2 separate regions of the Mus musculus genome follow, and region 2 is linked to region 1. A link is a contact called in public Hi-C data. All regions are on one chromosome and are shown on one strand. The core of a region is the stretch at or near the end of the contact, and the rest is flanking DNA. Distances in the headings are between cores, read along the strand shown.

What was found. A called contact is a pair of places that touch in the nucleus more often than the background predicts.
Region 2: a contact with region 1 is called in a Hi-C map of myocytes, with 2.4 times the contacts expected there. The contact joins two enhancer-like sites. A contact is called at or near these places in 8 of 484 Hi-C or Micro-C datasets (the G1E-ER4 cell line, the HL-1 cell line, cumulus cells and 4 more) and 4 of 115 datasets of contacts at active chromatin or transcription factors (cardiomyocytes, embryonic stem cells, heart atrium and 1 more).

What each region holds. Positions count from the first base shown.
Region 1 is chr3:96,962,271-96,968,522 of GRCm38.p6, reverse strand. No RefSeq gene overlaps it. Among named protein-coding and RNA genes, the nearest start is that of Gja8, 39 kb to the right of the region's middle. Within about 2 kb of position 4,967, at least 12 of the 459 cell types and tissues checked have an H3K27ac peak or open chromatin away from gene starts, as enhancers often do. A contact at or near this core is called in myocytes, where this site is marked.
Region 2 is chr3:97,048,202-97,054,917 of GRCm38.p6, reverse strand. Gja5 (gap junction protein, alpha 5) reads right to left here. Exons shown (of 2, transcript NM_008121.3): 2 at 1,284-4,322. The coding sequence starts at 4,289. The coding sequence ends at 3,213. 4930573H18Rik (RIKEN cDNA 4930573H18 gene) reads left to right here. Exons shown (of 4, transcript NR_152120.1): 2 at 1-47; 3 at 1,075-1,124. Among named protein-coding and RNA genes, the nearest start is that of Gja5, 19 kb to the right of the region's middle. Within about 2 kb of position 3,542, at least 48 of the 459 cell types and tissues checked have an H3K27ac peak or open chromatin away from gene starts, as enhancers often do. A contact at or near this core is called in myocytes, where this site is marked.

The sequences.
Region 1 (6,252 bases), core at 3,718-6,217:
CCCTGTGGCTTCCATCAAGTGATCCCCTTTCTCTTACCAAATATTATGCCTTCTGCTTTCATATATATTTTTTAAAAGACTAATAAATTGTATCTTGTGTGTGTACTGTCAATTTTATGTGTTCATGGCAACTTGACCCAAGTTGGAGTCATCAGAGAGAAGGGAGCCTCACTTGAGAAAATGCCTCCATAAGACCCAGTTGCAGACAAGCCTACAGGACATTTTCTTAATTAGTGATTGATGTGAGAGGGCCCAGCCCATTGTGGGTGTGGCCATCCCGGGCTGGTGGTCCTGTGTTCTATAAGAAAGCAGGCTGAGCCAGCCATGAGGAGCAAGCATGTAAGCAGCATCCCTCCATGGCCTCTGCATCAGCTCATGCCTCAGGTTGAGTTCCTGTCCTGACTTCCTTCAGTTGATGGACTGCAATGTGGAAGTATAACCCAATTAATTCATTTCCTCTCCATCTTCCTTTTGATCATGGCATTTCATTATAGCATTAGTAACCCTAACTAAGACAACATTTATAAGGGTTTTGTCTGCATACATGTAATAACATTGTGTTCATGCCTAATATCCAGAGAGTACTGGATCCTCTGAAACTAGCAGTGAGCTGTCATGTGAGTGCTGGAAACCCAACCTGGGTCCTTTGCAAAAGGTCCTTTGTGATATTTATTACATTCTAAATATGAGAGAAAATACGTGATATTTGTTTTTCTCAGTCTGTTTTTTTTTTCCCCACTTAAAAAATGCTCTCCAGTTCCGTCCATTTTTTTTTTCCTTCAGGTGGCATAAGTCATTCTTCTTATGCCTGAGTAAAATTGTCTATACTGTATTTTCTTTAGCCATTTTTCTGCTGGTGGATGCCTGATTCCATAACTTGGCCATTGGGAACGATACAGCAGTAAGCCGGAGTGGGTAAACATCTCTGCTCTGTGCTGACCTCCGTTCCTTTGGGTGCATACTCAAGTGTGGGATAGCAAGCTAATGTGCTAATTCTAGCTTTATTTTTTTTTTTTTTTTTTTTTTTTTAGGAACCTACTACTGATTTCCATGGTGGCTGCACTAATTAATGTGGCCACCAACAGTGTTCCTTCCCAATCCTCCACCCCAAACTCTTGCTTCCTGCTCTGCATTTGTTTGCTTTCTTGATGACAGCCACTCTGACTAAGGTGAGATGGAATCTCAATGTCAACTTCATTTGCATTTTCCTGAGAGCTAAGAATGCTAAACTTTTTTTTTTCAAGGTATTTGTTGTCCCAGAAGTAGGGACTTTGAAGAGATAATTAAGTTTAAACTAATTCTTTAGAAAGGATGAGCTCTGAGGCACTCTTGACTAGGTTCTCCGGGTGAGGAAGAGCCTGTGAGCCTCCTGGAGAAACAGCGACTCAGAAGCTAAGGAGAAGCAGAAAGGAGAAGCCAATCCTATGAACACCCTGACTTTGAACTTTGAACCTCAAGAATTGGGACAAAATTAATTTTTGTTCAAATCACCTCACTATGGTATTTTGCAATAGAAGCTTTGAAGACTCCTCCACAGGGTGTCACCATTTGGGATTGTCATTTTGATCATCATCTTGTATGGATCTGGACTTGACGAACAGACACACTTCAAAGCAAGTCTATGAAAATATTTCCAGAAGAATTAACTGAGAAAACAAGGTTCTCCCTTCAATGGGTGGCCCAGATTCATATAAAGAGGTTCAGGTTAAAGGCAGCGTTGCTTACCTGCCTTTGCTGGCACCTGTGTCTATTGCTTCCACTGCCACCACCACCGCTGCCACAACCATCTTCTGCTAACATCAGACTCTGGCTTCTTTGATCTTTCAACATGAACTGAATGAAGATCAGTTACCCTTCAAAAATCACTCCAGCCCTCATCACTACACTGAGACTGCTTAGACATTCAGTTTGTAGACTAATCAGCAACTGTGTTCTAAGTCTCTCCAGCCTGCAAATAGACATGCTGGACCTCCCAGCCCTTATCACATAAGCCAGTCTACTAAATCCCACTTTATAAGGCATGCGCATTCTGTAGGCTGTGCTTCTCTAGAGAACCCAGTTTAATAGACCAGTAAATCTCATCACAACAGCTCAAGTAAAATCTTATTGTCTAGCCGGGTGTGGTGGCCCACGCCTTTAAACCCAGCTCTCGGGAGGCAGAGGCAGGCGGATTTCTGAGTTCGAGGCCAGCCTGGTCTACGAAGTGAGTTCCAGGACAACCTGGGCTATACAGAGAAACCCTGTCTCGAAAAACCAAAAAAAAAAAAAAAAAAAAAAAAATTATTGTCTAAATCTTTCACCTCAGGTCCACATGCGTATCCTGGGTGTGGTAACTATAACTCCTGGTGCATACTTACTCCCTACTTAAGGACTTATGAAGTTAGAGAGACAAGTTAGTTGCCCCAAACCCCTAATACTCAAAAGTGTATTAATACCCAAATCAGGCAAATGGGAGGTAAAGATAAAAAATAAAAAGGAGGGGTCTACTGGTCCATCGTAGTTCTGAAATTTACCATGTGTCCTAGTAAATCTTCATTATCAGCTTAGTTGGACTTATAATCATCATGGAAACAGATTTCCAACCTTCTGTCCATGAGGGCATTTCCAGAAAAGTTTTCCTGAGGCAGGAATACCACCCCAAATGTAGATGGCATTGTCTCATGGACTGGGATCCCTGACTGAATGAAAGAGAGGTCATGCTAAGCACCCCCGACACCACTCTCTGTTTCCTCACTGTGGATGTGATGTGACCGGCAGCCTCACACTCCTGCCCATGACTTCTGACTGTGATGGACTGTCCCTTCAAAGTCCTCCCTCCATACCTTGCTCTTATCAGATACGTTGTTACAGAGATGAGAAAAGTAATCAACACACCAAGCAAACATTAGATTTTCTTCCCCAAGTTTCAAGGACTGTGAATAAATTTTCTCTAGCTCCCCACTGCCTGGACTCAGCGTTCTGACCACTGAGTCAGCCTTCCAGCCTCACAACAGGCAGGACCTGTTTGCAGCTGAGCTGTCTTGTCAGCCTGCTTCCTGAAAGTCGATTGGGCTCTGGAGTGCCTGGCATGGAATAGAGTGAAGGGAGCACATCTGCAGAGGAGAGGAGCACATCTGCAGAGGAAGGGAGAACATCTGCAGAGGAAGGGAGCACATCTGCAGAGGAGGGGAGCACATCTGCAGAGGAGGGGAACACATCTGCAGAGGAAGGGAGCACATCTAAAGAGGAGGGGGAGTACATCTGCAGAGGAAGGAGAGCACATCTGCAGAAGAAAAGAGTATATCTGCAGAGAAGGGGGAGCACATTTGCAGAGGAGGGGAGCACATCTGCAGAAGAGAAGAGTACATCTGCAGAGAAGGGGGAGCACATCTGAAGAGGAGGGGATAGCAATAGCAATGGAGAGAGGAGAGTGGTTTCCTACAGGGCTCCAACTACATACTTAAACATGTGAAAGATCCCAAGAGCCAGGTTTCATACCATCAGAAAAATGGAGCTACACATTTGGAAAATGAGAACGAACTTAATGATGTTGGGCTGCAATTGGAGATGCCAGATTACAATATAAATAGCCAGCTATTAAAATAAATACAGAGTAAGCATGTGTGAATATACTCATATATATTTCTTAGTGGCGTCCACAGATGAATCTTGGAAACAAGACACCCCGTGGCAATAAGCACACACACTTCCCAGATACTGTCTTCTAAATATCATTGTCTACTTCGAAGACTCAAGGTTGGAACACAGAAGTATAAAATACACCTAAACTCTCCTCCACAAAAGACAAGAAAACAAGAGAGAGATGATGGGAGACCATCAAAGCACACAAACTCCTGCTTGAAGAATCTTCCTGGGCAGAACTAGGCACACTTTACCCAAATGAGTGACAGCAGTGATGATTATTAAGTAAGGCAGGAAAGGAGCCCGCACAGACATAAAGCCTAAGAAACCAGCCGTGCACTGAGGAGTAGCATAGCTAGAGATCTCCACCATTTCTATACAGAATGTGGGTTCACTATGGAGAAAATGTCACCTGGGGTTGGGGACACCTCGTCAGCATCATCTGAGGAGTATAACCAAAGATGACATCATCAGTTACAAGAACAGCGGAACATCTGCACCACCCAGCACTGTGCTGGGAGCACAGCATGACTTCCAGGTCATTCCTTCTCCTTTCAAAGATGCACAGCAAATACCTGTCGAGGGAAGAGCAGGCCAGGCTAAAAGGAGAGATACTTGCTAGTCATCTTCATAGTCGGTAAAGAAAGGTGACAGGCTAGAAAAGATGGGGTGCCGTTACCTAAACACCCGCTCAGGAAGCATGAGTTTCAAACCCAAACCTTTAGCCATAAAGGATGCTGTTGCAACACTCTGACTCGGGTCTGAGGACAGTAGTGCACCTAAATTAATTTTCTGTTGCTGGTTAGTTGATTGACACACTGGGAAAAGCACTTATTTGTAAGAAATGAGTGCATACAAGCTTTCTGAAGAAATAAAGGATCAGGTTCAAAGAAATTACATCCATCATGTTTGTGCCCTTTTCTCGACCCTGTAATTCTTTTGAAACTACTTAATGTGATAGTATAGTATTAAATAAATAGACCTGAGTCTGACACCCCTTGGCCAGGCTGTCCCCCAGCCCTGTGGCATGGGGCATTTCCTGGCCTGTCAGAATGAAGGCCAGTAGCTGGTTGCTGACCTCAAGCCTGCCAAAGAATGGCACCACAGCTGTCTGAGTGTGGCTTGAGGTTTGGTGACAACTAAAGACTCCTTTAACTTCATTGACAAATCAATTGCATTCTTGTCAAAGTATCTGACCCATCCGTAACAGAGCGGCCACATCAGAGAGTAGAATCTAACAATAAAACCTCTCACATTCTTGTCTGCCCTGATCTCCCTAAACCAGCCCGGCACCTGCGGCTCCTTGGCAACACGTTTGCTGGCTGTTCTATTACAGGGAGTGTGGTTGCCTTTTGTAGGAGATTTCCTGCCGCCTTTCAGCCAGTGACTAAACTGGCTGCAGCTAATTCTGCTGGGAAGTACCAGCTGCTTTCCCACAATCCTGCAGCCATTTCCATGAATCAATTTGGGAGCATTGTAGACCCTTGAAAAGCAGCCATAAGGCTCTGGTGCCTGATAGCTTTAGTGGGATTTAGCATCCTCAGCAATGGGCTGAACTTAAAAAAAAAAAAAAAAAAAAAAAAAAAAAAAAACCATAGAATCTATTAGCAGCTGCCCCTGAAAATGCCTGTGTGGTTTTGAGCAAGATAAAGAATCTCTCTATTCTCAAGGCTGATAGGATGATCTCAACCCATACCTGTGGTCGAGGAGTGTATAAGGAAAAACAGGGTGCGCCTAGCGCGTCTCAAGTTCTGTATCAAGAAAAGATGGCATACGCAACTGTATTGCTGCAGTTATCCAGTGTTTAGTGGAAGGGAGCAATGTAAAAGCCCAGCCCTGATAAAACAAGAAAGATGCCACGTATGAACTTGTTCACTGAGCATGTATGCAAGGTCATAAGCAGACAGGGATGGCCTAGCATGGTCCCTGTTCTCACAGAGCAGAGTCTAGGAGGGAAGATAAAACTAACCAGGTTCACAAGTATAAGGAATGACAGAAAGGAAAAATAGCAGTGTTAGTGGTCAATGAAATGGGTATTGGTGTTGTTGTTGTTGTTGTTGTTGTTGTTGTTGTTGTTGTTGTTACCAAGCGAGTGAACAGTTAAGTCAGAAGAGGGTTGGCACCCAGAACTCCTGCTTCGTCTTCTGAGAGCTGCAGTTTATCCCTTGGATCCATTAGCAGTTTATGATCATGATCATCAGAATAGCATACACTTTGTATGTGCTCCATACATACTCTGCCTACACTCTGCACACGCTCTGCACATGCTCTGCACACGCTCTGCATACGCTCTGCACACACTCTGCACACACTGCACACACTCTGCACACACTCTGCACATGCTCTGCACACACTCTGCACACGCTCTGCACATGCTCTCATAAGGCTGATGTGAAGGCCAAATAAGAAAGGCCTCAAGAGCTGGATGGTAGTGGAGCATGACGCCTTTGATCCTAGCACTCAGGAGGCAGAGGCAGGCGGATCTCTAAGTTTGATGCCAACCTGCTCTACAGAGCTAGTTTCAGTCTATCCAGGGCTACAAAAAGAATACCTGTCTTGAAAACCCAAAACCAAAAAGAAAAAAAAAGGAAGGGAGAGAAGGTAAGGAGGCAGGCAGACAGAGGCTGGCCT
Region 2 (6,716 bases), core at 2,293-4,792, 88 kb before region 1:
TTGCTCACCAGTCTGGAGCTGGCCAAGCAAGCTAGGCTGTCTGGCAGGTGAGCCCCAGGGACCTACTTATCTTCACTGCCGCAGCACGGGGACTACAAGCATATGCCACCAGGCCCCATTTTTCATTAAAATAGAGGATCTGTGGCTAGAACTCAGGTCCTCACACTTGCAAGGGAAACACTTTACCTGAGCCAAACTCTGTCCCCAGCTCAGACCTCTGAGTGCAGGTCTGCTCTCTTCCGTGTTCATTTGTTTGTATCGCTTTCTGGAGACTTGTGGTTCTTAGAATCAAAAGAAGCTGATAATCCTAATTGTATCAGTGTGTGAGCGTGTGGTGCATGTGACTGGGTGTGCTGTGAGAGGGTGTGTGTGTATATTTGGTATACATGTATGAGTGAGTGTGTATGTGTGAGTCTACATGTTTGGTATATGTACCCAAATGTTTGGTGTATGAAAGTGTGTGTATATGTGTGTTTTGTGTACGTGTGATATATGCGTGTTGAGTGTGTGTTGTATTTGTGTGGTGTGTGTGTTATATGGAAGTGACTATGCAGTGTGTGTGTATGTATATGTGACTGTGTGGTTGATATGTGTGGTATATGGTGCAGGATATACATACATAAACACAGGAAAACATAAAGAGAACATAAGGTATCCTGCCCTATCACCCTCTGTCTTCTAAATTCAGAGCTAGGCTCAGCATCCTTGTCTCGCCCCACCCCCAATCCCCTCTGTCCCCCAACACACACACACAGTGCTAGGTTTACATGCTAATAATGGCCATGCCTAGCTTTATATGCAGGTGCTGGGGATTTGAACTCAAGTCCTCAGGCTTGCGTATCAACTGCTCTTGTTTACTGAGCCATCTCCTGGGTGCACCTTAATTGTGTCCTTTATGAGTTCATTTGTTCACTTCAGGTAGATCATGCTGTGAACTCCAAAAGAGGAAGGCCTAGAATTATCCCTTAATGCTTTGGGTTCCCCATCACTTTATATTGAAAATAATAATAATTGTTCCTCAACTGTAAACTCTTATGCCTGCCTGAGAGAATCTGTTCTTCTCTTCCTATGCAGCCTCTCACCTCACAGCCTAACGGAGCAGGCATCCCTAGATGGATTGACAGGTGAGTAACAAAACTTCAGATGTGAAGTAGCTCACTGCTGGCCAGGAGGAGGCCAGCAGCAGGGATTTTAACCCTTGTGTGTCTGACTCCATGCTCTCCCTTCCCCCATCAAGTCTGCCACCCTCTTAAGCCACAGCCTGAAGGAGACACAAACCAGAGTTGGCATGTAGAGATAGATTTTATTTAAAACCAGTCAAACATAGTATTTCCTCTTTCTCTTCTGAAAAAAAAAAAAAAAAAAAAACAGAAAACAAAAAAAACCTCACCATCAACGACTGGTCTCAGATTTTCTAATTCAAAAAAATCCCATTTCAGAAAACAAACACACACTCCATAGCCAGAACAGAGAGTCTTAGTGCCAGTGTCGGGAATGGATGAAATGCACTGGGACTGGAACAGCCCGTCTTCCTTTCCCAGGTATCCTCAGTCAATTTCTTTCTATCCATTAGTAGCAACCAAATGCCAGCAGAGGGACCCAGAGATGGGTCACTGGGACAGGGACTGACCTCTGACCCTTCACCCTCCTGAACTTCTCATGCCTGATCTTTAGGCTGATTAAGAAGCAAGCTCAGCCCTCCTGCCAGACAACTGAGAAGGAAGCAGAAAGACCCAAGTTTCTCTACATGTTTCCTTATCGTTCTTCAGGGCTCTTCTTCACCATTCTATCTGCATGCACACACGAGCACACACACACAGAGGCACACAGAGATGGATGGGCATGCACACACAAACACACACACACACACACACACACACACACACACACAGTATTGTGTTTGTAAATCTCGGTATCTGGTGCTGAGCTTCTTCCATCTGCATAAGATGGATCCACTCAGTAGATACCCCAGGATAGACCCTGAGGAAGGCAGGGATTTTCTACAGTCCTCCCCTGTTGTACCTAGGGGTACCAAGAAAACATAGGAATATCTGCACTAAATAAGGGTCCAAACCAACTGGACCCTTTCTGCTTCCATGTCTCCTTGATGCCTCTAAGAGAGATCTTGGGCCTCAATTGCTATCACCACACCTCTCGGCATTAAAAGCTGGCAGACAGTGGAAGGCATACACAGAAGGGAAAATAGTTTTTCAGTGTCCTCCCCCCACCTTTTCATCTTCACAGCAGAATTTCCCCCTCCACCCCCATCCCCAGACCCAGAAGAACCCGAGAAGCACAATGCTCTCTTTGTTTCAGTAAATCCTGGGGAAATTCCACTGAACTTGGTGGCTGGTAATCTGGCCAGGATCCAAGAGAGGATGGTGACTTTGGACATTCCTGTTAACAAAGATTTTAGAGGAACGGTGGGTGAGCCGGCCAGGATGGTTTCTGTCATTAGGTTAAACTATAAAGGACCGCAGGATGACAGCTGGTGGCAATTCCAGCGATGCTTGTGTGCACAGTGACTTCTGGAGGTCTTGGCACCCTTACGAGCTGGGTGTCTAGCCTGGCAGTAAGGCTGAGACATCATCAACATGAAACATTTGCCAAAGGTACATACCAAGGCACTTGTAAATCTGATGCTGGCCAAGGACCAAGGATACCCCTTTAAGACTGGGAGGAAGGAGATGCAGCCAAGGGCAGCCCACAGTTACCTCACCAGCACTCCGAGGTATGGCACATGGAAACAACTGATTCAAAGGAATGATACAGGGCAGATTACTTGATGAATACTCTCAACCTTGGGCTCTTAAGAAAAAACAAAACAAAACAAAACAAGAGGATGGGCATAGTACCAAAGAGAAGACTTGGGGTGGGTGGGGGGTCTATCTGGTATGTTGCTGGTGTTGAACCTGTCCTCCCCAGACCAGATTTTGCCACGGTTCCTGATCCTGCCTCCACTATGGCTTCACTGTGAATACTGGTAGATGAGTAGGAGGGAATGAGACTTGAGGAGTAGCCCAGTCATTGAGAAGACTCAGAACTGTAATTTTGAGGATAACGAGCAATGAATGCCAATGAATGCCACCCAGACCCAGGACAGACAGAGCAAAGTAGTGCTGAGGAGAGTATACCATCACGAGAGAGACTGTTTCTTTCCTGCCTCACACTCCTTAGATCCCTCCTGGGCCTGGCCCTCCCTAAAAGGAGGATCACACTGACAGGTCATCTGACCTTGCTTTGCTGCTGGCCTTACTAAGGCGCCGTTTGTCACTATGGTAGCCCTGAGGAAGGCGGTGGCCCGCAGAGGCTCCACTGGCGTACTCTGGCTTCTGGCTATAGTGCATGTGGATGAAGCCTTCCCCTGGAATCTGCTCCTGGTTTGGCACTTCCCCAGTGGCCAGAGCGTCTGGATTCTTCCGGGAGCCCATGTTATTACTGAAGTCGCTGAAGAATTTCTCTCCGGAGCTGTTCTTTAGGCACTGATTGAAGTCAGGGGGAGGAGTGAGGCTCTGGACGAGGCTGGTGGGAGGGCCAGGCAGCTGGTGCTTGTCCACACCCTGCCGTGACTTGCCAAAGCGCTGTCGGATCTTCTTCCAGCCCAGGTGGTAGAGTTCAGCCAGGCTGAGAAACAGAGACAGTCCAGCCACAGCCATCATAAAGACAATGAAGACATTCTTCTCCGTGGGCCTCGAAACATAACAGTTGACTGGGTGGGGACAGGGACTCCTGCGGCAGACATGCAGGGTATCCAGGAAGATCCCATAGAGGAGGTACTGGCCTACGATGAAGGCCACCTCCATGGTGGTGCGGATCAGAATGGTGCAGACATAGGTGTTGAGTAGGGTGCCCTGGAGGACAATCTTCCCATCTACTTCTTTCCAGCAGGACAGCTCGGCCTTTTCGGCTACTGGGTACTCATAGGCACCAGTGCGGTGGGCCTCTTTAGCTTTCTCAGCATCCCGCAATTTCTGCTTTTCCTGCATGCGCACAGTGTGCATGGCATGGCCCATGTACACTAGAGAAGGCGTGGACACAAAGATGATCTGCAGTACCCAATAACGAATGTGGGAGATGGGGAAGGCTTGGTCATAGCAGACATTTTGGCAACCAGGCTGAATGGTATCGCACCGGAAGTCGGCCTGCTCATCTCCCCAGGAGGACTCAGCAGCGGTGCCCAGGACCAGCATGCGGAAAATGAACAGGACAGTGAGCCAGACCTTGCCGATGACTGTGGAGTGCTTGTGGACCTCCTCCAGGAACTCCCCCAGGAAGCTCCAGTCACCCATCTTGCCAAGAGTAGGAGACCGAGGCCGAGCCTTCTGCAAACAGAGCAGAAACACAGGGACGTTTCAGGAGGGATGCTTCAAGAGGTTTAGAAGGTCCCATCATGCTCTGGGCCACTGATCCACACCAAATGTGTTCTTTAAGAAAGTGTGACTTTTGCAGGGTATAGTGGTGCATGCCAGGAGTCCCAGCACTTGGGAAAGGAAAGCAGAGGTTCAGGGGTTCAAGTTTCTTGCGGGCTCACAAGGAGTTAATTGGAGGCTAGCTGAGCTCCACATGAGCCTGCCTCAAAAACAAAAATGATTTTGTGGGTGGTTTTATATGTCTAAAAAAGGACCCTCTACTTTCTAGAGGCTGTTTGTGTCTTTTGTGATGTGACATGACCTGGATCTCTGGAGTTAGAATCAATCCGACTCACTTGTACACACTCTAGTTCTAGGGAATTCAATATCTTCCTATGTCCTCATGGGGTACTGCATGCTTGCTGTGCACATGAACTCATACAAACACACACTAGCAAGTGCACACACAGACACAGACAGACAGACGGACACACACATGCACTCACGTGTGCATGCACACACACACACACACACACACACACAAAATCAAATAGCTAAAAAGGAAGACAGTCTAATTTTGTTAAAGTCAAGAGTCATAAAAAGTACCCTCCCGTTCAAAAACTAAAGAGGGGGCTCTAAGCCAAGTGAAAGCATGGCATTCCCATGAAGGATCTAGAAGTCATGTAAGGTCCCCAATGAAGGAGCTAGAGAAAGTACCCAAGGAGCTGACGGGGTTTGCAGCCCCATAGGAGGAAGAACAATGTGAACTAACCAGTACCCCCAGAGCTCCCTGGGACTAAACCACTGACCAAAGAAAACACATGGTGGGACTCATGGCTCTAGCTGCATATGTAGCAGAGGATGGCCGAGTTGGTCAATGAGAGGAGAGGCCCTTGGGCCTGTGAAGGTTCTATGCCCCAGTATAGGGGACTGCCTGGGCCAGGAAGAGAGAGTGGGTAGGTTGGTGAGCGGGGGGTGGGGGGGATAGGGGATTTTTGGAGGAGAAAATAGGAAAGGGGATAACAATTTGAAATGTAAATAAAGAAAATATCTAATAAAAAATAAAAAAGAGAAAAAAATTATGTAAGGTGTGTGTTACAATGTAGAGTCCAAGTCTCATCCCCAGACATTCTATCTGCGTCAGAAGGTGATCTATCATAGCCTGCCCCTTGAAGATATCAGTCTCTCTATGAGGCCAGGTCCCACCCCACCCCACCCCCAATCCCTGGGATGGAGAGTTAAGATGACTTGTGATGTAACAGCTCCCTAATTAATGGTCTTAACCAGTACCTGGCTCCTCCACACTCTTTGTCATGTGCATTATGCTGAATTAAATCAAATCGCATGAAAAGTCCCAGGTCTTGGGAATATAAGGATATAAAAACCAGTTGTTTCCTTAGTTTAGGGATTTCTTTAAGGACTTTCCCTTCTAGGTTCCCTCATTCTCATTCTATCATAATAGTACCTCACATATTTTTCTTTTAAAAAATGACTTATTTTTGTTTTCTATTTATGAGTGTTTTGCCCACAGATATGTATGTGTACCATATGGGCTCGTGGTACCCAGGGAGGCAAGAAGAGGCCACTGGATTACCTGGAACTGGGGTTATGAGCTTTCATGTGCGTGCTGAGAACCAAACCTGGGTCCTCAGTAAGAACAGGAAGTGTTCTTAGTCAGTGAACCATCCCTCCAGCCCCTCTCTTCTTTAAGCTCTTAGGGAAGCTCTTAGTTCCACTGTATCCTTTGAGGCCTTGTTATGTTGTTGTCGGTATATTTGTCCTGTTCTTTTCCTTCCTTCCTTCCTTCCTTCCTTCCTTCCTTCCTTCCTTCCTTCCTCTCTCTCTCTCTTTCTCTCTCTTTCTCTTTCTCTTTCTCTTTCTCTTTCTCTTTCTCTCTCTCTCTCTCTTTCTCCCTTCTTCCCTTCTTTCCTTTTTTCTTTCTTTGTGTTTGGGTGTTTTGCCTACATGTCTGTGCACCATGTGTATGCAGTACCTGCAGAGGCCAGAAGAGGGCTCCATATCCCCTGAGACTGGTGTTACAGACAGTTGTAAACCACCATGTGGTTGCAGAGAATTGAATCTGGGTCCTCTGGAAGGGCATCCAGTGCTTGTGCCTGCTGAGACATCTCTCCAGCCCTGGACTGTTCCTTCCTAGTGCTCCCCTACCTTGAGGCCCAATCACAGTTTCAAGAACTTTTCTCCTAATAAAGCAAATTCCTGAAAAGTAAGTATATGTCAACTATTTCCCCAAAGTAACTACTTCTACTCCATTCTTATATCTAATGGGGTGGCCTCTTAGGAGCCTGGGTTTGTAGCAAGCATTTCAGATGATTCTGGTGCCAGCAGGTCAGGCACTATACCTGGAGT